2 separate regions of the Bombyx mori genome follow, and region 2 is linked to region 1. A link is a contact called in public Hi-C data. All regions are on one chromosome and are shown on one strand. Each heading gives the region's core, a stretch centred on a gene start, on an enhancer-like site or on the middle of the called end of the contact. The rest is flanking DNA. Distances are from core to core; before and after follow the strand shown.

Evidence for each region. Hi-C and Micro-C count contacts between places; a contact is called where the count stands out from the background.
Region 2: a contact with region 1 is called in a Hi-C map of whole pupa, with 2.5 times the contacts expected there. The contact joins the enhancer-like site here to the promoter of LOC101741876 in region 1. A contact is called at or near these places in 2 of 7 Hi-C or Micro-C datasets (middle silk gland and whole pupa).

What each region holds. Positions count from the first base shown.
Region 1 is chr4:4,860,655-4,867,329 of ASM3026992v2, forward strand. LOC101741876 (tetratricopeptide repeat protein 14 homolog) reads right to left here and starts at 3,878. Exons shown (of 18, transcript XM_021350008.3): 1 at 3,719-3,878; 2 at 3,269-3,575; 3 at 2,316-2,392; 4 at 1,873-1,995; 5 at 363-583. The coding sequence starts at 3,569.
Region 2 is chr4:4,913,348-4,920,779 of ASM3026992v2, forward strand. It overlaps LOC110385726 (a long non-coding RNA gene), which reads right to left. Exons shown (of 3, transcript XR_009972901.1): 3 at 6,432-7,432. Among protein-coding and RNA genes, the nearest start is that of LOC110385726, 8.2 kb to the right of the region's middle. Within about 2 kb of position 5,949, at least 8 of the 8 cell types and tissues checked have open chromatin away from gene starts, as enhancers often do.

The DNA of each region.
Region 1 (6,675 bases), core at 2,628-5,127:
TTGTTTTTCATGGTTTTGAATGACCAAAAAAAAACAATAGAGATACGGTTTCATTATGACAAATAAATATAATATGGTGAAATCCTCTTGTAATTATTCCATACTTGTTATGAATCCTCATAACTGTATTCTATGTTTCTTCCAAATAAATAACATTCAAAATTCTCTATTAATCTATGTTATGTTGGGTATCCTCCATTATTCAAGTCTTCAAATATTATGTATACACAAAATACATCAATTTCAAAACTTCTACTACAATAAATAAACAGGTACAAAAATAACAAACATGTGTAACAAAACCTGCAATGTGTAGGGTATTGGTGATTATTTGAAAAAGATAAATTAATCTTTATACATACTTGTAGATCAAGGGGAAGTCGTCAGTACTCAGGAGGCCGAGCGGAGGCTTAGGCGGGGGATCATCGGGCCCTCGCGTCACACCCTTCATGCCGCAAACCATTTTGTCTGTATCTGGAATAACTTCTATGACTTCGCAGCAAACAGTGTCATTCATCAGGTAGTTTCTTGACACATTTTTCTTGTCAACAGCTTGAATAATATTTCCTACTGGTAAAAAAGCCTGCAAAAAAGTTTATTTCACATAGTTTGTTTTATATGATGTTTTTTATAATTATAATATAGTATTAAACTATTCTAACATAAAATAAGCTGTAGTTAATATGGTTGTATTATTTCATTATCTAACCTTTTTTTCTACCTAATTGCTGGTAGCCTCACGGGGCTATTCTAGCTACTTGCAGTTTGGTAGACTCACAGGGCTCAGGCTGAGAAATAGCTAACCAGCCAAACAGTCATGACCCTGGACTGAACTGATGCTGAACATAATCAGAACAGTTTAACAAGTTATCTAATTTCCTTAGGTAATTTGAATCTTGTTTTAGTGTGGTAGTGGAGGATGACTTCATTAGAATTAGCTGATTGACAAACATTTTATTTGAAGAGTTCTCAAGCCTTTCTAGAGTTAAGTAGTAATTAAAATTTGAGACCTGAAGTTGAAGTCTACATAAAAGTAGTTTTTACTAATTATTCATAGTTTGGATAGTTACAACAACAACTGATATCCAACACACCAAGTGACATGTGTAATTGAATGAAATTAGATTTTGCTGTTTTTCAATCCCATCCTATTTTATTTATTTTTATCAGTCAATTGTGTCATGCCATTTCTGAGCTGTCAAGAATGTGTAAACAATGACCATTAAATAAATAGTTTTAATTTTTGAAATGACTAAGAATGATAGGAAAACGCTCCTTGTGATTAGGACCTTTCTTCTTTAAATTGGGTAGTAGGTATATTTTTGCGTAAGGTTACACATATACATTAGATATACATGTATTGTAAAACGAACCAGGATGGTTAAATGAAGTTTTATGTACAGAAACCTAAAAATTTCCTCACAGTAATTCAAGGCTCAAACCATCATTTTGACTGAAAGTAACTCCTTTCAGTCCATGATCATTCACTGAAAGGAGTTACTTTGTTAAAAACTGTTGGACAATACATATTCATTACTTACTTTACTATCTTAAATCTTCTTAATTTAGGAAACATTTTATCAAATTTATACAAAAGTTTAATGTATTTTTGATGTACATGATACATCATAGCTAAATGATGCAATATCTCAGACACAAGACATTTTCCCATGCATGTTATTTTAAATTAATACATAGCTCACATCACTTATAGAATGAATAAAATTATATGTCTGATAATAAAGATTAATTTTTCACATACAATGTTTTTGTTTTTGTAAATAATGTCTCGTGATCTAAGTGTACATCACATTCTATGACATGTATGATCAAGAATTTTAACAATATGTAACGAAAAAAAAAAAAACTTACCTTGACATTAATGTCGGCTACATATCTGGAAGTGGGTCCTGCTGTGCAAAGAACCTTAAGCATCATCCCTGACGCAGTTCTGTTGATTACAGCTCCAATGATCAGCTCACCAGTCTTCACATTCTGTACATAAGCGACATTGTAATCACATTTCAATGTTTCAGTACAAAAGTGAAAAAATGATGTGTTGCAAAGTTTAATAATGAATTTGTCATTTCTTAATCAATAATTTCATTTCCAAAGTTCCAGACTTAATTTTCATTTTTACACAAGATAGACTAAAGCCATTATTTGTAAATAGAATTTCTGACATTGAACAACTTATTGAAAGATTTCTCAAAATCCATTTGTGAGACATGGAAAACAATTATTTTTAATACTTTTTTTTTTCTTCAAAATCTTCTTGAAATGTGAAAATTTCAGATGTTACTGTAAATACTTACATCAAAAAAGTGTCTTAATCTTGCTGTTTTATCCACATTCAGAAATGTTTCAAATGGAGGCATCAATGCATACAAATCTGTAACAAAATAAAATTTATTAAACTATCTTTCCTCCATAGTTAGAGAAGTAAGCATGCCATCATATTAAGCTTATTAAATATGTATACCGGCCACATTTAATTTTGTTCAAGATGTATTTGCATTTACTTAATCATATTGTGTAGGTAGTAAATCTAACCAAATACAGATATAATATTATGCAAATGAAATGTATGAAATTTATGTCTCTAAAAAGGTTATGTAAATCTATATAAACTGTCAATAGACTGGCAACAGAGTTAAGGCTACTTTTACAAAACTGCATTAAGTATTAATCTAAAAGTTGTCCTTTTTGGGAAAAATAAAGGAGCATTCTCAGCTAATTTGGCAATGTAATGCAAATTTTTGTGTAATTTCTAAGCTGATAAGTTTTTATTAAAGAACAAATAGATGTTGAATGAAAATTAACATTTTGAAGTTAAATGAGTGTGGGAGTCAACTCTAAGGATTTCTCACACTTAAGTGGTGGTGACATCATAGACCACATATTTTTTATGTATTTTGGGTAATCATAATTCAGATTACATTGCTGGGTATTCAGGGCTGTTTTCTAATCAATCAAAGATGATAATCAGTAAGATCTCTTCATAAGCTTGACAAAGGCACTAATAACGGAATAGAGGTAGTATTATATATGTGTAAGTAGAAAACAATTACATATTTCACACCAACATGAAAAAAACATTTTTCTCTTACACGGCTTTTAAATAATTCATTATTACAGGAAACCATAGGTATTTCAATACATTTTTAAATTGGTTTCCATAGCAATATCGTGTAAACCTTTACCTATGGTATATTAATGCAAACAATAGGACAAAATTTTCATGGTTTATTATTTTACGAATACTTACTGTCTTCGGGCACTAGAGTCTCAGTCCCATTAGTTGACGACGAAGGAGTATCCTCCAGTAAGGAAGAATCAAATAAAGCTCCAGCTTCTTTAGCTATGAACTGATGTAATTTCAACCTCTTGCTACGATCTTGGAAGGTGAGGTGCTTATGTCTCGACTGGTATACAGCAAAGTCTAAAGCACCCACGCCGATTTTAGCTAAATCATCTTCTCCTCTCTCAGACTCCCACGTTTTTTGTAACTGCTGTCCATGATAATTTATGGACTGCGCCACTAAGGACGCATCCAATAAAGGATCCATTTAAATCTACAAAATTTTAGGAAAATTAGAAACTTTGCGGCATAACATTACCAGAAAAAGCGAGAGTGAAATGCACGACGCCATTTTGCATGAACTACATTTTTCACTTTTGAAATTTATTTGAAAGATATGTTTTTATTGTTACTTACTCTTTTTTTCCCAGCACGAAGTTATGTTGTTACGTTTCCAAAAAAATTCAGTCAATGTTATAATGATTGAGAAAAAACCTATTCAATAATCAAGCGAAATGGCGACCAATGAATTTTACATAGAGGAAACGCTCCTAAGTACAAGCACAGACTAAAATTAAATAGAGTAGAGATTATTTACGATTTTTGTCTATGGTGAAATATGTTAGCATTTAGGTTAGGGACCTTTTGGCGAGAACGCGAGGAGCGAAGTTGTATGAATTTTTTTATTTCTTAATTTTGTATTTATTCAGGTTTAAATGTGTTGCAATGGTGGCTTACTAACCCTTTAGTGTACGTGAAAGTTCACAGGTGTGAGAAACTGAAACAAAGTGGATGAACATGACTTTCGGATTTTTCCTAAAAGTTATTGAAGTCTCGGTTTTATTTCATTTCATTAAACTTCATCCTAAATACCACCCGATTAACCTCCTCCCAGCGAAAAGCAAACTGTACGAAGGCCTTTTTATATTTTTTATTGCCCCTCTTGGCGAAGGAGCATACGGCCCACCTGATGGTTAGTGGATACCCTTGCCCATGGACATTAGCAATACCAGGGTCAGCCAAGCCGTTGCCTACAGCTCGCTTGCTCTTCCACGCTCCAGCTTCCTCACTCGGATACCACTTGGAAGGGAATGCGCGATATCCCCGGAATGGAGGTCGGCTTGCCACTGAAAGTACATTAGAGTAAAAATATGATTATGTTTATTTTGAACGGTACTTCTTTCCTAATCTTTAGAAGGTAAAAGCTTTATTTATTTTATGTGGAACGCGAGGAGTAAAGGTGTGTGATTTGTTTTATTTTGTCTATTTAGTGTTTCTTCAGCTTTAAATGTGTAATGACGGTGGTTTATTAACTGTTTAATTTTTTGTGAAAGTGCGCAAGTGTGGGAAAATGAAACAAAGCCGCTGGACGTAGCTTCACGAGATCCTCCAAAAAGTCCACTGAAAAAATCTCACTAAATTTTACTGAGTTTATATTTTATCTCATATAATCTCATCTCATTTCATTGAATTTCATCCCAGTTGATTAATGTCTCAAATTTATCATCTTCATTTCATTTCATTTAACTCAGTGATTATCAAACTTATTTCTTTTACCGCCCCCTTTGAAAATCAATTACTTTTCAGCGCCCCCCATTTTTTATACACGCCTAAAACTTTAAAACCACAATTTCATTAATTTAATTAATAAATGTTGTTATTAATTTTAGTAAATGTAGTACCACGTAGTACATAATTATGTATTTGTAGATGCTATTATTGTTTCTTCATATTATTATATGTCCGTACATTGCTACAGAGCGTGTATTTACAAATTTGCAAAGTAAAAATGAATTGTTCTCATCAATATGTTTGTTTAAATTCAGAATCACCAAAATAAATTGCTAGTTCACTGTACTATTACTATGATAATTTATTAGAACGAAACTATTTTTGTTGAATATCTTTCTCATTAATATAAGATTCTCATCATAAGATAATTAAAAAATTATATTTCGACTAGTAAATAATACTACTAACAATAATAACTTATTAAACTACGAATAAGCTAAACCTGGAAGTCGGATTTCATTTATCTGGGCTCCGTCACAGCTAGTAATGGATCCTCCGAAAAGGACCTCAGAAGGCGAATCAGTATGGCAAAGAGAGCTATGTCCCAAACCGTGTTTGGGCGGACAGAAACATCTCGAGGAATACCAAAAAGCAGCTCGTCATCTCCCTCGTCTTTTCCATTTTTCTCTACGGCGCAGAGACTTGGACCCTCAAGAAAGCCGATCCCCAACGTATCGACGCGTTTGAGATGTGGTGCTGAAGGAAAATGCTCGGGATTCGTTGGACAGAACACAGAACCAACGAATCCATTCTTACCGAGCTCAAGATTCCAATGTGCCTCAGCACTACATGCGCGCGGAGAAGTTTCGAGATCTTTGGACATATCGCCAGAAAGAGAGGTGACAATCTAGAAAAGCTGCTGGTAACAGGCAAGGTATGCGGGAGAAGGCACAGAGGCAGAAATCCAATGCGCTGGTCGGACCAAATACGCTCCACTCTCAATATCTCAGTCCACGTTGCTATCCACACAGCCGAGGAAAGGCAGGAATGGCGCAAGATGATGCAGGAGAAAGTTATTATAGGAGGCCACGACCCTCAGCACTGAGGATTATCGATACAAGAAGGAAGGAAACTACGAAAAATAAATTAATACCATTTCGTATTATATTTATGGGTAATTTTTCATAGAATTTTAGTTTATAATTTAGAACTGGTTCAAATAAAAACCGCCGCCTAAGTCAGCGTCGTATCGAGCATCTATACTAATATTATAAAGAGGAAAGATTTGTTTGTTTGTTTGTATTCAATAGGCTCCGAAAAAAAAAGGCGATTTGAAAAATTCTTTCGCTGTTTGGAAGCTTCACTATTCCCGAGTGACATAGACTATAATATTTTTTGAAAAAAATTAGGTATCCTTACTAAAACTCCAATAATTTAACCCAAGGTGTAAAAAAAAATTCCTAAAATATTCTTTACGTCGCATACCTACGAAAACTATTGATGATAGAATAAAATAATATACTACGACTTTGTAGAAAACATTATTATTTACAAAAAGTGTCGCGACAGCACATGTCTAACTATTATAGTTATGCCGCAATAAGTGTTCTTTTATTTAAAAAAATGCCCCTGGTAAGACACGGAGTGCCCCCCTACCTTCGCCGACTGGTGGCTTCCTACTTGGAGGACACATCGGTCACGTGTACTGGACACGGTGGGATCGTGCACAGGCTCCCGGTCGTGCGCGATGTTCCACAGGGGTCGGTGCTCGGCCCCCTTTTGTGGAATATCGGGTATGACTGGGTACTGAGAGGTGCCCTCCTCCCGGGCCTAAGCGTAATCTGTTACGCAGACGATACGCT
Region 2 (7,432 bases), core at 4,699-7,198, 55 kb after region 1:
TTCACGTTGACCTTTTCGTACGACGTTACAGAAAGTTCTGGAAAGAAAATTATTGCGATATAATTCGATCAATAAACATAACATAGAATTGCGTGGGGCACTCAAAAAGTTTTGCGAAACGACATATTAATTGGCTTCAAGTTAGAATTTTATTTTAATGTTCTTCTGTGTTATAATGTGTTTGAACATGTTTTTGTATGCAATAAAGCACCTTTCTACAAAATATTTTTGGATGACGGAATAATAATAGGTCGAATAATCGAAACATTGAATACTCATAATACTCATAATAATTTAGTTCAATTTGAACGAAAATTTAACATACTCATAACTATTGATTGTCAGAATAAGCTCTACTACTGGATCCCAAAACCGATTTGAAGACGACTTGAGAAGCTTGTTATCCTATCGCTACGTAGAAAATGTTTGAATACAAAAAAAACTATTATTTCAAATTTAGAATAATGATATACACCTCATTCCCAAGCAATGTCATTTAAAAGTCGATGTTTGTAAATTCAACATAGATTACGAAGTGGCTTGACTGATTTCGATGAAATTATCAGGAAACGGTTAGATTGGCCAAGCGGGTGATCCTCTGAGGTTTGGCAGCCACCGCATCAACAACAAAGTTCAACCAGCAAAGTGAGCCTGATTTAATAATGAACTTATTAACTCTTCCGATGCTGCCATTATATCGTACGATAATGAATCTGTTTTACATCTGATGTTGAATTTAATTTAAAATGTCGAATAGGCTGGATAAGTATATAAATGAAAAATATATAGCTTAGAAATTTGAGTGGTGACTATTTAGGAAATTTCTTATCTAGGAGGTTTTGGTCGTGCACATGAAGTATCTAGCCACGAAGCCCGGTCTCGTCGTTTCATTTTTGATGCAATTTGGAAAAAAGCAAGGCGGTTATGAATTCATAGACATCATAATATGAATGTCGCCAACCAGTTTGCAACCTAGGGTTGGAATCTCAACTGAATTGGATGCCTCCCTTTCAAACATAACCCATGATTGTTTCGCGGTCGAAATTGTCAGGTTGGTGGTACATACCTATACTACGACACTACAATACGATCTACCACCCGTAAATAGTTAAAGTGGAAATTCTGGGACAGTTCTTTTATGCAAATACATAAATATCAATCAATGTCAATTTCTTAAAATTCGTGGTATTCAATTACACATTTACAGAAAAAACCTAGTCTACTATTATAAGAAGAATATTTAGCAAATAAACAAATATTATTATAATCAATAATATCATATTGATTTTATTAAATTTTTAATAATTTTATCTGACACTGTGGGATTTAACCTATCTAGATTCTCATTCGTAGCCCGGATGAATTGGTGAGAGATTTTGTAAAATACACGATCGCGTAATACGAATATTAATGATATGTTCAATGCTGCCAGAGCTTTAACAGTTAATCCAGGAATAATCGTGGCCCCCACTCTGATTCAATAAGACGAAAGGAAAGAAAAAAGTTGTCTTTGAAATGTTTGTCTGTTTATTTTGGTTTGTATCCATGTTTGTAATACGTAATGTAGTCAAACTTGGTTGAGCGAAAATTACACGACCGAGAAAAAAATTGAGGCTAATTTCCAGATGTGTTCCAGAAAATCTCTCAATCTTCTAAAAGTAAAAAACAAAAAACCTCGACAAGAGTAATTCGTTTTTCGTTGTATACCTCTGTAAGTGACCACGCCACTTGTCTCGAGAAACATATGAACGACAGTTGAGGATATTCATTACTTGCTATTTATCACACATGATTGAACCGCTGTCTTATGATAGTCAAATTACTTGAAACTACTACTACAACTAGCATTGTTCTTTTTTTTATTGCTTACGTGTGTGGACGATCTCATGGACCATCTGGTGTTAATACCTACCTACGACGTAAATGCTGCCACCTACCCTGAGACATATGTTCTAAGTCTCAGTATTAACAGTAGAACGGCTGCCTTACCCTTCAAACCGAAACGCATTACTGCTTCACGGCAAAAATAGGCAGGGTGGTAGTACCTACCCGTGCGGACTCAAGACGTTCTACCACCAGTAAAAACACCAGTTTCTGTATCGTATTACTTTTATTCGAATAACCAAATATTAGAGGAATGCGAATGAACCAAGCTAATACTTCACGCAGTACGTCCAAGTCAACCTCTGATAGCTTCATACAGGTCGAGAGCGTGTGTAATGTCAGGGAATACACAAGTGATTAATATCGTTAAGAATCATGCGAAGACGTCTACTGACCGAAATGATTTGTCAAAGAAGTAAGCACTTGAGTTCAGATTCTCCAACATTTTTTTTAATACTCCTTACATGTTGATGTATAGAACAAAATCTTGGATATTCTGCTTTATCAATTTCTTACGGATAGAACACAGATAGTGTAGCTAGCACAGTAGCTTCATGAAGAAAAACTGAATCTTTGAACATTTTTCTTAATACCTTTAACTTTTACTATATAATGGTGCTTACTTTAGATATTATGTGTTAGATCACTATACTCAGGTTTTGTCTTTTCTGATATACTTAAAATATGAATTTATGAGGTGACGTAATATTTTGCCACAATCAGGAAGATTTTATTGAAATCGCAACACTGTGTGGTCGCGGACACGTGCCGTCTGAGGCAATAGCTCCCCGTGGCTTTTAATTTCGTTCTATTCATGATATGAAATATTCGAGCTTACCCTAATTAACCTGATTATTCATTTGATTTTTATGTACATACAGAATGTGTTGCGGTATGTGTCAACGACTACTTAATTTAATGATTTATTTTCAAAATTAAATTTGTTGTTAATGACAATTCATGTTGTAGAAGAGTTCGTCGTGGCTTAAAGTATCAAGCGAAGCGACCACAGAAATAATATCAATTATTTATTTCTGTCAGCGACAGTGTCGGGGTTCAAATCCCGCAGGCACAAGCCTCGTGCTTATATGTACCGAGATCTCGTAATATATTTTGGTTTTTACAAAGTGTAATTCAGAAAATGTGTTTTTTTGACTACCTTATTACCAAAAGCCTCGAGGTGCTACGGGGCTTAGTCTGAGAGACTGCTATCATGCGTCCTAGCAAGAGCAGTGCTTCGCAGAATCTACTATCGAATCGGAATCGCGACCCATTGAGAAGATCCGGCGAGGAGCTCAGTGGATTGTGTCTGTGGGTTGAATTGCACGTCGAATCTATGGTGACATTCGACGAGTTAGACAAGAACGATGACCGATACATGAAATACACCGAGAGTCGATCGAGAGGATCCGAAATGACGTGTTGAGGGTGTCGGTGACTGTGTTGCCCGGCCGTCTCGATGGGATTCCATAGGGATTAAAATATATATTTAAAACTGTGAAAATAATTATTTGTGTTACAATATAATTAAATTTTCCTTACATTAATACCGCGAAATGTAAATAACCGTTTAACAAATAAAATGATATCGCAACAATAGCGATACGATCCCGCTTTTATTCAACACCGGAGAACATCTTCAGTTCTCTGTAGGTATTCGTGATTTCTTTGATTCGTGCCCATTGTGCCCCTGATAAAGGACACTTTTCAGTTTCTGCCGTTTGAATGAATACACCCATTATGTCTACACAAAAGTGGATATTCCAAACAAAAACATCATTGCTGCGGTTATTACGGAGTAAAAAACAATTCATATTCCATTATGATTTCGAACAATGCCTAGTTGGTGAAAATGTTATTTTGTCGCAAATTTCGTCGGATATCGATCGACGTTGGGGCGTTCAGGCTCACAAGGTTTTCACTTTTGATGGTTCGATGTACTTTGATGAATTATCTGTACATGAGATCTTTGGACTTTAGTATTTGATATACTAACAGAAACAACTACAAAATTGAATCGTAGTTTGTAAGATTAGCTTGTTTTATAATTTTGTCACTTCAACATTTGGCTCTAATGGCTTTGAAGCGGATTGCAGTCATAACGCAGCGTTTTTTATTAGAATTTCTCGAACACTACGGTCAGGCCTACAAAAACAAATCCCATGCGTGGGAAAAGTAGTACAGGCCTCATTATAAAAATAAATATTGTTTCCTTAAGGTCATTACTTATTGACGACTCTCTCGGGCGCAAGGACTTTTCTCAAAACGTAATCCTTTTCAATAAATCCTATATGTTTGATTAAATGTAAACTGATCGTATTTTTCATTATTCACGAATAACCTATCTATAACTTTCAACAGAAACAAAAACCGATCTACCGATCATGAGGATGACTATATAGGTATATTTAATCGATTGGTAAAAGCCTCATCAGTAGTTCGAGACGCGTGGGCTTCAAAGTTGAAACCAGCCTGATGTGAATCGATTATCTAGGGCATCTGTTTTTACTGATGGCATGACCTCTTGTGAGTCCGCACGGGTAGGTACCACCGCCCCCTGCCTATTTCTGCCGTGAAGCACTGTTCCTTGATGGATCTTTCCAGAAAGACCGTTTCAGTAACATTGATACTTAATTACGAATCGAACCGGAAACTCCTGTGGTCAGCGTCAGAACGGTACTTTGGTAAGCTATGCATCATGATAATCGTCTTATCGCTGCCGCCGCTGACTACTCCCCGACTCCTGCCCACGGAGGAGCCAGTCACCGTCGATGCCTTAGACAATTCCTTACAGATCCATCAGATCCATTAACTTCAGAACTAGACGCTTTCTGCTCTAACACTAGGAGCCGGCTTAGGGACTCTGGTAATCGTACACAAGGAACTCGGCAGAGTTCAACATGCTACCTAACTCATACATCAGCTCGCTGAGTTTCTCGCTGGATCTTTTCAGCGGGTCGCGATTCCGATTAGGTGGTAGATTCATTCGCGAAGAAGCTGCCTTTGGGTTGATAGGTGTCCTCCGGAGGCGCTTGGGCTGCTATTAGCAAAACCCTTCGCTCCGGGCTAAGCCTTTGCTCGCCCACCTGTCCTGGTGAAACTGGGAAAGTCCACGTGACACAAATAATTCTTCATTAAAAAATTTAAGGAAGCTAAACATTGGATGAGAACTTGTCAGTGCAGCTTATTTATTCCACTGCAAATTCGTGTTCCGGTGTGAGAGGAAGATTGCATGCAATGCAATGGATGTCTCAAGGATGATGTCAGGCGATGACGTCAGAGTTGTTTGAGTTTTAGTAGTAAGTAAGCTCATAATGAGCACACAGCCGTCTTCAGCAGAGAATAATAAATAAAATGTATAAACTAAAGCGATTCTAGATATTTTTATAATATAATTTTGATCTAGTAATGTAGACAGGAATACAATAAAAATAGATCTTAATACAAAACTGTTCAGAGAATTAAATAATTTTGAATAGGAGAAATGTTAGTAATATTAAATAGACGTAGGTATCTAACTGGTAGGTGAGGCTACTGCTCACCGTGGTCACCCTTTCTCCTAGTTATCAGCATCCCACAGACAGAGCCAAGTCACACCTCCAAATACAATATAATAAAAATTTTAAATTGTTGGATATCTTTATAGTCATAATAAGAAAATTTGAAATTAATGTATGAAAAGCCAAGCCTTAAGAAAGTAGCGTCATCTATAAGCTCATTGTAATAATCTTAACATACATAGCAGAGCCATCTAGGATTGGTCGAGGCATTTTCAACAAGTCAAGTATAGATGGCGCTATCTCGTTTTGACGGAAATTGTCCCATTTAAACGTGTACTTTGGTTTTGAACTATTTCAACCAGATGGCGCTTCTGTACATGTCGGCCATTTTGTTGGGATTGCATTGCAAATATTGTATGTATAGTATAAAAATGTACTTGTACTTTGTTAGTTAATTTGACAAAGTACTTATTGATTTTAATTGCTAAGGGCGAGTATGGTCTCTTTGGGTATATAACAAAGAGAAAATGAAAATTGTTTGAAAATTTACATAAATAACTAAATTATTATCAAGTAGTCAATGAAAACAATGAACATAGGTAGAGTTAGAGGGTCAGGTGGTGCACAAAATAAGATAAATATGGTGGTAAATTTGACTTTCGGGCGAAATTAATTTATTACGTATTAAAACAAACGGATAATTGCAAATACCTAGCAAATAGTATTTTTTCTTTTTTGTTAACTTCTAACCTTTAAATATTTTCCCAAATGTTTAATTCGCAATTCGTTAGCATCGTATCAATTTATTTGTTGCTGGCTTCAAGCCAAAGATAAATGACCTATGATATCAAAACGTGATCACCTTACGCGTTATCGTTTATAAATTATTCCAATTGTAAGATTAAAAAAATACAATCTATTTCTGCTCTCCTACATCATTAAATTTATTTATAAACGACGTAGGCGAGCGATGTTTAGCTTTAGTCGAATCACGATATATCAGTATTCTTGTCTACTATTAATAGGTATATAAATGAAAACACATTCTTACATATAAAAATATTTTATTAAAAACATTTTGGTAACATTTAATAAGAACACTTAGGTAAAAATAAATCGACCTCAAAATTATTTTAAAAGAACAGCCTGGACTGGAAGTTCACGGAGGAAGCCGGAACAGCAAAAACTAAAATAAATAAAAACAATGATAACACTCTAGGCAGAGACGTGTCTAATTGACAACCAGAATTAAGGCATCGCAAGAATAATTATTTAAGTACGATAAAATACCTACGGCTATTATTATAATTACAACAAATAAACGCCTAGTGTCTATCTTTCAGTTGTGTATGCTCGCGACCCTGTACAACTCTCTTGGCAGGGAGCTTACATCGAGTATTATTGCCACTAACATTATTCACATCACACACGAGACATCTTGCTTGCCACTACGTAGTAATTATACACTACTAAATACTAAAACATCCCAATTATACGAAGCTAGTTTAAAATTTTACCTAACTAATAATAATAATATTAACATCTTCGGTTAATTTTGATACTAGAATGATATAACATCATTAAATATTGTACTCTTAACATTACGCTGGATTAAATTAAATTGAGGAATTAAAACATTTTATACATAATATTGCAAGCATTACTGAGATTGTGCACGTTACGTGGTTCGTTACAAACATTAACATTTGATATACTTAGCGTTAGAAGGAAGTTGCTTAATAATATTATACTGAAGTGGACAAGATGAGACGAGCTCTCTTCCGATGTTGGAGTCGAGCTGTCACAGCTACATTAAAGGAACAGTCATATAGATTAAATTACGAGCATTGGCACTTTTCAATATTAAATCTTAATTATACTCTCGAAATAGCACTGCACATCGATAACCAACTTAAAAACTAAATTCAGATCAGTCATTTATGATATCACATCAAAATAAACAGGGAAATACATAATATGTGATCATCGATTGAATATACTATGTAATAATTATTATATTCTTTTCAAAAGAGGTATTAATTTTCTTA